Regions from separate parts of the Pan troglodytes genome. Here region 1 is linked to region 2. The links are chromatin contacts, called in public Hi-C maps. All regions are on one chromosome and are shown on one strand. The core of a region is the stretch at or near the end of the contact, and the rest is flanking DNA. Distances in the headings are between cores, read along the strand shown.

Region 1 (5,529 bases), core at 1,423-3,922, 340 kb before region 2:
GAGATAATGAGATTTTTATTACTCTGTCAAAGGAAAAAAAGTACATTTATGTGTCACCAGCCGCTGTGTCAAGAGGAAAAAAAAAAAGAGAGAGAGATTTCAGTCTTTGTCGAATGTGTATATTCCTCAACAGACGACGGGTGTGCTTAATTCTGTAGGAACGCCCCAGCCTCGTTTGACGCCTTTAGGAAGAGTTTTTAAAACAGCAAACAAAGTAATAAACACATTTAGTCCAATAGGCTTTTGGGGAGGGTGCTAATTTGTTTTAAAATGTCTCCTAATGGGAGAGAAACGCTTGGGAGTCTGGGGAACTTGCCTGTACTGTGTGGGTGTATTTATGTAAGTGTGAGAGTGTGAAGAAAGCAGTAAAATCTCCGTGCGAGGCTTTAAAATGACATATGTAGACAGGCTGCTTTTCCTCCGCACTACAGATATGTCTTCGGCTTGCAGTACATTTGTCTTCTGGCAGGAGCTGCACTCGGGCAATGGGAAGGGGAAATCATCCGAGCTTAGCAGGCTGGGAGGTCACCTGTGACTGTCACAGGTAGGCTGCCTTAGGAAATGAATTATTCTAACTGGCGGTGAGTAAAAAGGGAAGCAGCCCTTCTCCTGTTTCACTCCAAGACACACAGCCAGTCAATTTAACCTTTTCTCTTAAGAAGTCATAGCTCAATCCTTTGTTAAGGGGGACTTTCATTTTCTCACTCCTCTGTGCCTTCTTCAATGCTGTGATGCCAAGAAAAAAAAAAAAATACCAACCCCGGGAAAAGCGCTTCCCTTGGATAAAGAGATGCCAAATGCGCCAAATAGGCTATGTGAGCCAGGCAGCATTGGAGGGAACAAAGCGCAGTATATTTCCAAATAAAACTTCAAAGAGCTACAATATTGTTTTAATTACTAAAACCTGAGGAGGAAACACAGTGCATGTCTCCTCCTTCAATGCAATGAAACGGAGGAGTGGGAGAAAGGGCCAAGTGGCAGGCTGGGACCCAGCTGAGCATTTTGTGAAAGTGTATTTGTGTCACTGTCTTTTCAGAGTCAATGAGACACTTATGTTTCTTGTGATATCCTGTGGCCTTGGCTGCCTCCGTTTGTGTGTGTATGAACATGAAAAGATTTCAAGTTCTAAAAATGGAAGTTTCTATTCTGAATTTCGTATGGTTCACAGACAAGTTGCAACAGACCAAAGGAAAAAAAGAAAGAAAGAAAGAAAGAATGTGCAGGGGATCAAATGTGAACATTCCAGAGCCCACTTTCCTGTCCTGCCTGGCGTTCCCACTCTCCTTCCCCTCTTTATTCCAGTTCCTCCTGCACCTCCAATTGCCAGCTAACAGGCTCCATTCCTGATAACAGATGCTTGACAAAGAAAGAGAAATAAGACATTAAAAAAGAGTAGGCTGCTGCTGGGGGTGGGGATTTGATAGCACATTGCCAATGGCTTTTTACAGGAACTTGCTCTCCCTGGCTCACTACCAAGACAGGGAAAGAACAGGGCGGGGGAGGGAGCCTTTGTCCTCAAACTCCCAGTGAAATATAGGGTTAATATTAGCAATTATTATTAAAATTAGCCAAATGTTATTAAATGATCTTTGTATAGAAGAATAAGTATAGTTTTCCCTTTGGCAGACAATGACATCTGCAGCTCTACATTTTCATGAAATGACTATACTTAACAAAAACATTACTTCATTTTCATGGTATTTCTTTTGTGCCTAGGAGCAACCCTGTAATTGTTCACTTCAATTACAACATTACTATTTTAAACCGAAACCCATTTTATCTGCATGCCAGCTTTTTATTTGTTTTACCAACTATATCTATTTCCATTACTGCAAGGCTGATGGTTTGTCTCAAGAGGAAATCAAATCCATTAATTCAGAAATTTCAAGCCTGACTAGCTCTGCCATAAGCAGCATTTCTTATGCTAATAGCAAATGTGCTGAGACTGAAAGGAACTGACATGGCCCTGTTTTTTATCATAACTTAAGCATTTATGTAAGAAGGCAAATCTAATAGTAGTAGGAAACTGTAAGTGTTATTATATATAATTCACTTTCCTGAGATCTGGACAGGGCTCTGGTTTGTGTAGCCATGGTTTAAATCAGGCTGCCACAAGACTTTAACTCACCTGACTTTCCCTATTCAGCCAACATATTGCTTCACAACAGATACATCTAGCATGAAACTAGATTTGTGTGTTTGTGTGGATTTGTTTGTTTTATTCTCTACTATTTTTTCCCCCTGCAAGACCGACTTTTGTCAATGCAGGGGGGAAAAAAAATCATTTTGTATTCAGGGGATGTCTGAAACTTACGCGTGTAACAGCACTAGCCTGAGACAAACCTGGCTCCTTCTGTTTCATTTTTAATGCACTCTGTTTGGGTCCTATCACATGGTTTGTGTTCAATTAGATAGCTTGACTCGATAAAATCTGACTCTGACCCAGAAAAAAAGGAGAGAGAGAGACTGCTCCTGACTCCTGCTTAAGCTTTTGCAGGCACTGTGACCTGTTTATGTCAATGGTAAAGTTTAAGAGATTCCTATCACAGAACCACATCATCTTCTGGGATCTTAAAAATACAGAAAGCACTCGAGGACCCTGGCCCTCCTTTGTCACTGCAAAGCCCTTCAGTGCTGTAAATCAGTTCTCATTGGGAGCTCTTATACACCAGCCGTCACCGAGAAGCTTTGGAGAAGTAGACAAGGCTTTTAGGAATTGCTGAACCATGAAGTTGACCTGCTTAGGGTTTTGTTGTAGGCTATTAAATCCGGGATGGCCGTTTTAAGATGATTCCGCTTTCTTTTTCCCTTGGCCTGGTTAAGCAACTCTACCCCCACCTCATTATTCGACTGATTTAAAAAAAAAAATCAGAATGGAGCAACCTGCTGTTTAAGAATACTACCTTCACACATCAATTTAATGAGAGTGACTTATGCTGACGTAGTTTATGGGCTCAAGCAACTTGACGCTAATTTTGCAGCTAAGAAAAGATTTACTAACTGTACATACTGCTCTGCTTTTGTTGGCAAGGGTACCACGATTCTTTTCTCCAAAAACAAACTCTAAATCTTTTGTAAACATGCATTATTTGGTTAACACATTGTAAATGGATCCCAGTTGTGCAGCACAAGCACTGTTCACTATTATGTAAACAATTATTCACTGAAAGCCTTGCTTTAAATTGTAAATGAATATATTTCAGCTGTAACGTTGCTTTCAGACCTGCCCAGTGGTATAAATCTGGTCATTTGTTTTTTGCACTCTGCCTATTACTAACCGGTTAGAAATGTGCTGATTATTTGCACAAGCCTTTCACACTGCGGGCACAGTTAAATTGCTGTTTTATTTTTCCTGTGTTTGATGAGTGTTAACAGGAGCGCCATTTGAGGAAACCCAAACCAAATACAGCTCTTTAATTGGGGTTGGAGTGTTTGGGAAAAGCCACCCGGTGAGTAATTCCACTGTTTAATGTTTGAAAGTTCATCCACCTCACTATAGGACTTATGACAAGATTAATTAAAGGGAGTTAACAAAAATGCAGGGCCTTGCTCAGCCAACCAGAATAGCTTGAAATACGGCGCACCCACTTGCAGGGATGTAGATTATTTGGTGCAAGGTCTAATTCCCAACTCTCTCCTTTAAACTCCTGTCATTGCCAAACAGCTCCATTTTAAATTCAGTATCTCTTCAAGAAAGCACAATCTGGAGAAAAAAAATATGACAGAGGTATCTCATTGGGCCCCTGTGACTTCCTTTGCTCACAGGGTACGCCCAGTGGCTGATGAAAGTTTCAGCTGACTCAGAAAGCCTTGTCTTTTTATTTCCCCCTAAACAGTCAATGATTCATTTTTAATGTTTCCCCACCTCTTGTGGTTTAATTGGGTTTCAGTAGTGTGCTGATCTGCAGAGCTTGGAAGACAGAAATAATGACCTTGGATGGTCTCATTGGTGTGCACCAGAACAAGTGTAGTTTTATTGAGCTCTGTTGCTAGAACTGCAAAACTGTATGTGCATTAACTTAGACAGTGCTGACCTTAGATCAAGCCTAGGATAATGGGAAAAGCCCCAGATTCCAGCCCTGGATTTGCTCCTGACTTTGCACACTCATTTTACCTCTGTGAGTCTTGCCTGTGGCATAGCCGGGTTGGATGGCACCATCCTTATTGTTCCTTCTGAAACTGAAATTCTCAGATACCTGCGGTGCATAATTCTACCTGCTCTTTCACATCTATAAATAAATAAAAGAGGAAGACTCAGTGATCAAAAGATATGGTGTTTAATAGCTAAAAGGACGAGGCTTTTTATTTCCACATTGAACATTAGAAAGGGGATCTGTAGTTTTTTTTGTTACTGAAAATTCTGTAGAATTTAGGTAGAATAGGTATGCTTCCTTCTGTGGCTATTCTTTGCAACTTAAATGACTATACTATCCTTAAGTAAACCACACAAGAAATACTTTGTAGATCTACAATGGTTTGTAATTATATTATTTATAATTTGTTTAATATACTTTCCCTTATAGTGAACAGGACTCATGCTACCTTTTTCTTCCTAATAATCTACTTATTCAGATAGTCTATTTTGCATATTACATTCAATTTAGGTTGAAAGAATGAAAGTAATGTGCACATCAATAAATGGCTGTGAAAATTAAGATAGAAGACTTTTTTGTCTTCTCTGAAACTTTCTCTTTTCTAGATACTGATGCAAGTTATCGCTAATGACAAATTGGAATCATAAGCCTTGAGTACAAAAAGTCCATTTAAGGACAATTATGAGCTTTGTCATAATGGAAAATACAGGCATTGATTTCTTTTCCTCTGCTAAACACAGTTTTCTAAAGAAGAAACAGTCAGTCTCCTGTAGCATTTCTCTTACCTATATATATATGTGTTCGATAGGCAGTTCCACAGAACAAATGGAAATATTTTTTAATTACATATGTTTTAGTTAGAAACACACTTGGAATTTTTTTAAATTGTAGTTTGTAATAGTCCTGAGTCCTGGTAGTTGGTTTATTTTAAAATGTAGATGTTACACCAAATTGAAATATTAGCAGTGCTTTATTGTACCTGCTTCCCTATCTGCCCTGCCTTTCATCCAGTGCTTCCAAGAGAAATACACATTTCACACGGCTCACAGTTCTAACATTTTCTTTGCCTATTTCTGACTTCTGACCTTGTCCAGACAGATAACCATGCTATGATGACTTTACCTTTCCACTCTCTACTTTATAACACCATGTCTAGGAATGCCCCAGTTAAAAGAAGGAGCCACTGATTCAGGCCAAATGTGTGGAATATTGATAAAGTCCATTCAGAATTGAAAAGTGTGCAGGGTTGCTCACAATGACCTTCTTAGAAACACATTAAGGATGTACAAGTGTTTCTGGTCTTTATTATGGTCTTGGCTATTTATATTATACAAGGACAGACTTCGTCTGACTGGTTTTTGCTATCAAACTTTCACGTTTATTTCAATAAATGGTCATTTAAATACCTGAAAGAGTTCAAGTAAGTTTTTACATC
Region 2 (5,396 bases), core at 393-2,892:
CTAATTTTTGTATTTTTAGTAGAGATGGAGGTTCACCATGTTGGCCAGGCTGGTCTTGAACTCCTGACCTCAGGAGATCCACCCACCTCGGCCTCCCAAAATGCTGGGATTATGGGCATGATCCACCGTGCCCAGCCTGTAAGATCCTTTTAGAGAGGAATAAAATCTTGGCCTTTGCACAACACCCCCCAACTACTTGGTCCTGAATAAATCTTGATTTCATAGTATGTTTCCCATCTGAACTCATCACAAGAACAATAACATCAGTTAGTATTTGTTGAGCACCTACTATTCTAGGCAACTGGCGTCACTTTCTGCAATCCTTGTAGCAAATGGAAAAGTTAGGTCTTCTGTACATTTTACCAATAAGAAAACTGAAGTTCAGAGGAATTGTGTCATTTGGCTAACTGCATACAGCTAGCAGACTGAAGGACTAGAATCCCACCCTGGGCATGTGTGACCCAAAACCCATGCTGATACTTTGCATTACACCCTCTGAATCTCTTAAAGAAAAATTTGTGAGAAGTGTCGAAAGGAGGAGGGAGGCCATTTGCTTCTACCTGCTGTTTTCAAAAAGACTAAGGGAACATACTTGGGACATTCTAACACACATTAATATAGGATTCATCTACCACCGCAGCTCTCTCTCCCTTTCCAAACTTTAATGCATCACAAGCACAGGGGCCATTGCCCTTTCACCCCTATTCCAGACACATTTAGAAAGAGGTGAAATTGAAGTAGAATGAGGTTAAATGGCTTCTTATAAAAGGACCCACATTCTCTTCGTTTTAGAGCACTTGAATGACTCTATTCTTTCTCTATTTCCCTTTTAGAAAAACTTTTTAAAGCCCCCCTAACAGTAAGCAAAGCACACACTGAAGTTAAGAAGAAGAATGTATAAAGGAAATATTTTTCCATTTTGCAAACCCTCACACTGCTTGTATTTATGATACATCTTACCAGAGAGGATGTCCTGCAGAACATGTCAGAATTAGAGATGATGAATTTTCAGCCACTCTTGGCTGCTTCTAGCTGTGCTTTGAGTTTGACCCAGGCAAGTCTAATACACAGTGCTGACATGTGGTTTCCTCCACTTTGTTCATGCTTTGGTGTATTATCTCTCAGCTGGCAGAATGATCTTATGGTTTATTTGGCATGGTACATAAAGGTCCTGAGTTATGTAAGGCTATTAAATCAGAACCTGTCTAGGCATCTTTGGAAGACTGTTAGCCTGGTTCATTCTGGGCAAATACAATTAAAGTCTTGGCTATTATTTACAGCAAATACCAGTAAAACCTTAAGTTCCTCGGTTTATTAACATTGATGCTGAAGGAGAAGGGGGAGGATCAATGTAGACCGTGTTCAGTGCTGCAGCTTGCACTGATTAAAACCCTACTTGTCATATTCTATATCGTTGTACTGTAGTTATAGTAAATGTTCCTTGTAATGCATTTTCAAGTACAAAAATTGCTTCAGAAAAGAGCATTTAGAAAACTAATTCTATTGAAACCAATGAAGTGTTGACACATTGGCTGATGCAGATTTGTTTAAAGAGGCTTTTTTGAAGTTATAAAAGTCCAGTCCTAGAGGCAAAAATCAGTGACTTCTCAGTCTAGTGACTGAGAGAACAGTGGAGCAGTATGTGTAGTCAGCACCCCTTCATTAATCCTTTCCCATAATTCTACACTAGTCACCTTCTCCCTTGCCTGACTCTATAGAATTTCAAACCTGCTGCCAGCCCAGGAACTCACTCAGAAACCATTCATTACTCAGGCAAGGCATTTATAATGTTTGCTGATGTGTCGGTGAATAGGAACACAGTGTAAATCCAGACTGAAGAGTGCTCTTTTTTGTCATCTAAATTGCTCCTATGTGATGTGTTCCATAAGCGTTAGAAATCACCAGGGATTCTGACATACTCATCTTTCTGAAAGTAGCATTTCACCGTGCCAAACCCTGGGAAGAAAAAAGGACAGAGAGTGTTCGCAGCTGAAAAGAGAGATACAGCATTAAGTAAAAAGCTGATTATTCACCTCAAACTAGGCCATTGGCTCCCACAGAAAACCTTCAGTGCCTGCAGGCCCTGCTGAAATCAAACATAAAAGCAGGCATCTCTTGCATTCTAACCAGGCTCTCAGTATAACCAAATTAAGCAGCTTAGTGATGAGAGAATGTTAACGAATGAAGGGAGTGGTCAACAAAGAAGGCTGGTCCAGTTTTCCCATGATAAGCTGTGCTGGGGAGAAATGTGCAGTGGCCGTTGTTAGGTGGGGACTTCATAATTCATAGCTGCTTTATCCCAGGGTGTTACTTAGGAGTATCCATAGTGAATCATGTGGAAACAGGGTTTCTGGTAGGATAGATGGAGACAGTCTTTTGTTCACATGCCTGGGGAATTTATCAGATTTGCTGTGGCTTACATCCATGGTCATCTGTCTGGACACATGATTGAGTATATCTTTTCCAAATTCTGTGCCTGGTATAACCAGGACATTCAATAGTTTTTTTTTAATTGAGGTCAAATTCATGTAACATAAAATGAATTATTTTAAAGTGAACAATTCAATGGCATTTACTATATTCAGAATGTTGTATAACTGCCACCACTACCTAGTATGAAAATATTTTCATCACCTCAAAAGGAAATTCCATACCCATTAAGCAGTTAACTCCTCATTCCCCCTCCCTCCAAGCTCTGGTAACCACCAATCTGCATTCTGTCTCTATGGATTTACCTATTCTGAGTATTTCATATAAATGGAATCATATGTGTGGCTTCTTTCACTTAGTATGTTTTCAAGTTTCATCCATGTTGTAGCATGTATCAGTACTTCATTCCTTTTTACGGCTGAGTAATAACCCATTATATGGATAGATACAAACTGTCTATCAATTCATCCATTAATTGACATTTAGCTTGTTTCCACCTTTTGGCTATTGTGAATAGTGCTGCTATTGATACAGGAGATAGAAAGAAATTATTTAGGCAGATAGTGAGAGCAAGAGAGTCCTCAGCAGAACTTCCCTTCTAACAAAAAAAAACAGCCCTAGAAACCATTTTTTTTTCTAAAAACTGATGGAAAGCCTGAAAAATCAAACTACAAATATGGATAAAAAAGCTGGAAGCTTGCACGGGGGAATGCCAGGAGCTGCACCAATAGAAAAGGGCTACCTGGGGAACAGGCATGTCCACCATGGAAGCCTTCCTTTTTTATTAGCACATGTATAGTAAGAATGAACTGAGCAACATGAAAAAACTTGGCAGAGGATCCAGCTGCATAATAAAAGATTGGGATGAGGGCTGCCAGAGACTTGCGCCCTATGCAGATGGTTCACCTGGTTCTAACCAATTTTTTGTGCCCTATGTAAATCAGACACCGCCTCCCCACAAGCTCATCGATAAAATCCCCTGCATCTCACCAGTGGATCAGCAACCCCTTTTTCCAGGACTCCTCTCTGTAGCAGAAAGCTATTCTCTTTCTTTCACCTATTAAACCTCCACTCTTAACCTCCTTGTATGTCCACATCCTTGATCTCCGTGGCCATGAAATAACGAACCTTAGGTGTCACCACAGACAATGAGGCCAAATCACTATGAATATGCATATGCAAGTATTTGTTTGAATACCTGTTTTCAATTCTTTGGGTTATATACCTAGGAGAGGAATTGCTGGGTCATATAGCAATTCTATATTTAACCTTTTGAAGAACCACCAAAATGTTTTCCTTAGCAGTTCAACCATTTTATATTCCCATTAGCAATGTACAAGAGTTTTGATTTCTCCACATCCTTGCCAATACTTGTTATTTCTCATTCCTTTTTATTTTTTATAGTTATCTTAGTGGGTACGAAGTGGCACCTCATTATGGATTTGATTTGCATTTCCCTAATGACTAATGAAGCTGAGCATCTTTTCATATGTTTGTTGACCATTTGCATATCTCATTTGGACAAATATATATATTTGTCCAAAGTACTAAAGTTATTTGTCCCCATTTTAAATTAGGTTGTCTTTTGTTGTTGAGTGGTATGCCATCAGATTTTAGGTCGTTGAGTGGGATGGATAACCACATCCACCTGCCCTGAGGAATAAAACCAAAAAGTCATCAGAACCTGTGGTGATGAGGAATATCAAGTTTCCTATAATAGAAGACAGCTCTGATATAAATTTGACGGTAAAATGGGGAAAGTGTAGGCTTTGCAGACAGAGCAGAGTGCTCCTTACTTTCTGCTAATGTGACCTTAAATAAGTGACTTACCCTCTCTGAACCTCAATTTTCTTGTCTGTAAAATGGAAATGACAATGCCACTATCATAAGATTGTTGTGAGGATCAAATTAACATAAAACTTGAGATCCCTTAGGAGCTACTCTACAAAATAATTTTTGCTCTTCTCTACACAATAAATACGGCCACATGGAAACTTCTATGAAAATCATTTACTTTTTAAATCTATAAGAAATCTGCTTTTTAAAAGGATTTTATGATGAATCCAATCCTGCATAGAAGTACCCTTTTGTAATTAACCTTCTGGGTTTTCTATTAAGTAAATCTTAATTTTCATGTGGAGTTTATATCAGGCTACGTTTTTCCCAAGTTGTGTTTTTAACTCAGAATGTGTTTCCATTGACATGATCTAAATGTAGTGGTTAGAGTCCCACATGGGCCCACTAAGCCTCCAGAACCTGCGATAGACTGAGATATAGAATTATAGGCATCATCCTCATCCTGGATCTCAGGAGCAGTGAGCATCTGAAGCCAGGAGGAAGAGGAGGGTATAAGGCTGGGCCTGGGCAGAATTTTCAAATAAAGGGCATCTTTGGCATTCCCCATATCCTTTTCCATATACCTTTCCTGCCATCCAGGGCCCTTCTCCTTGCACCTTTATGCCCACCACACCCTGGAGCTATCACAGGCTCCCTCCTTTTCCGTTCTCCCCTCAAAACCCACCCTCGTTTTCCATTCTCCACTCAAAGCCCACTCTCCTGTCCTGCAAAGTGCTCTATCCTCTGAAGATACCGTATCTCTCAGTCAAAAGTTCCAATTCCTCAGAGCCCTCAGATCAGTGAATTCCGGAGTCCCTTAAGCTTAAAACAGATATCTCCATTGTGAAAATGACAGATTTGGCAACCCAAATTAATGGCCAATTTATGGAATGTCAGTAATGTATTCTTAAGAACAAAAGGACTCTTCATGAGTAGACCAGTTTTCTCAGTGTTTCTTGGATCGGTGTCCTTATGCCATGATACTTTCTTCCCTTCTAAGCCTGGGTTCTCGAAGAAAACCCCAGTTTCTTTGTAGAGATTCTCACAACATCCCTAGGTTTGGTGGTAGGAGTTTACAGTAAGACAGGTCCAGAGAGGCCATTGCATTGAAAGGACTTTGTATCTCTCAG

What was found. Hi-C and Micro-C count contacts between places; a contact is called where the count stands out from the background.
Region 1: a contact with region 2 is called in a Hi-C map of stem cell-derived neural progenitor cells, with 3 times the contacts expected there. The contact joins two enhancer-like sites. A contact is called at or near these places in 1 of 7 Hi-C or Micro-C datasets (stem cell-derived neural progenitor cells) and 1 of 1 other capture datasets (stem cell-derived neural stem cells).

What each region holds. Positions count from the first base shown.
Region 1 is chr4:123,156,449-123,161,977 of NHGRI_mPanTro3-v2.0_pri, reverse strand. All of the region lies in intron 4 of LOC104006543 (a long non-coding RNA gene), which reads right to left. Among named protein-coding and RNA genes, the nearest start is that of ZNF608, 660 kb to the right of the region's middle. Within about 2 kb of position 2,672, at least 11 of the 24 cell types and tissues checked have an H3K27ac peak or open chromatin away from gene starts, as enhancers often do. A contact at or near this core is called in stem cell-derived neural progenitor cells, where this site is marked.
Region 2 is chr4:122,815,172-122,820,567 of NHGRI_mPanTro3-v2.0_pri, reverse strand. The region is part of intron 3 of LOC104006543 (a long non-coding RNA gene); the gene reads right to left. Among named protein-coding and RNA genes, the nearest start is that of ZNF608, 310 kb to the right of the region's middle. Within about 2 kb of position 1,642, at least 5 of the 24 cell types and tissues checked have an H3K27ac peak or open chromatin away from gene starts, as enhancers often do. A contact at or near this core is called in stem cell-derived neural progenitor cells, where this site is marked.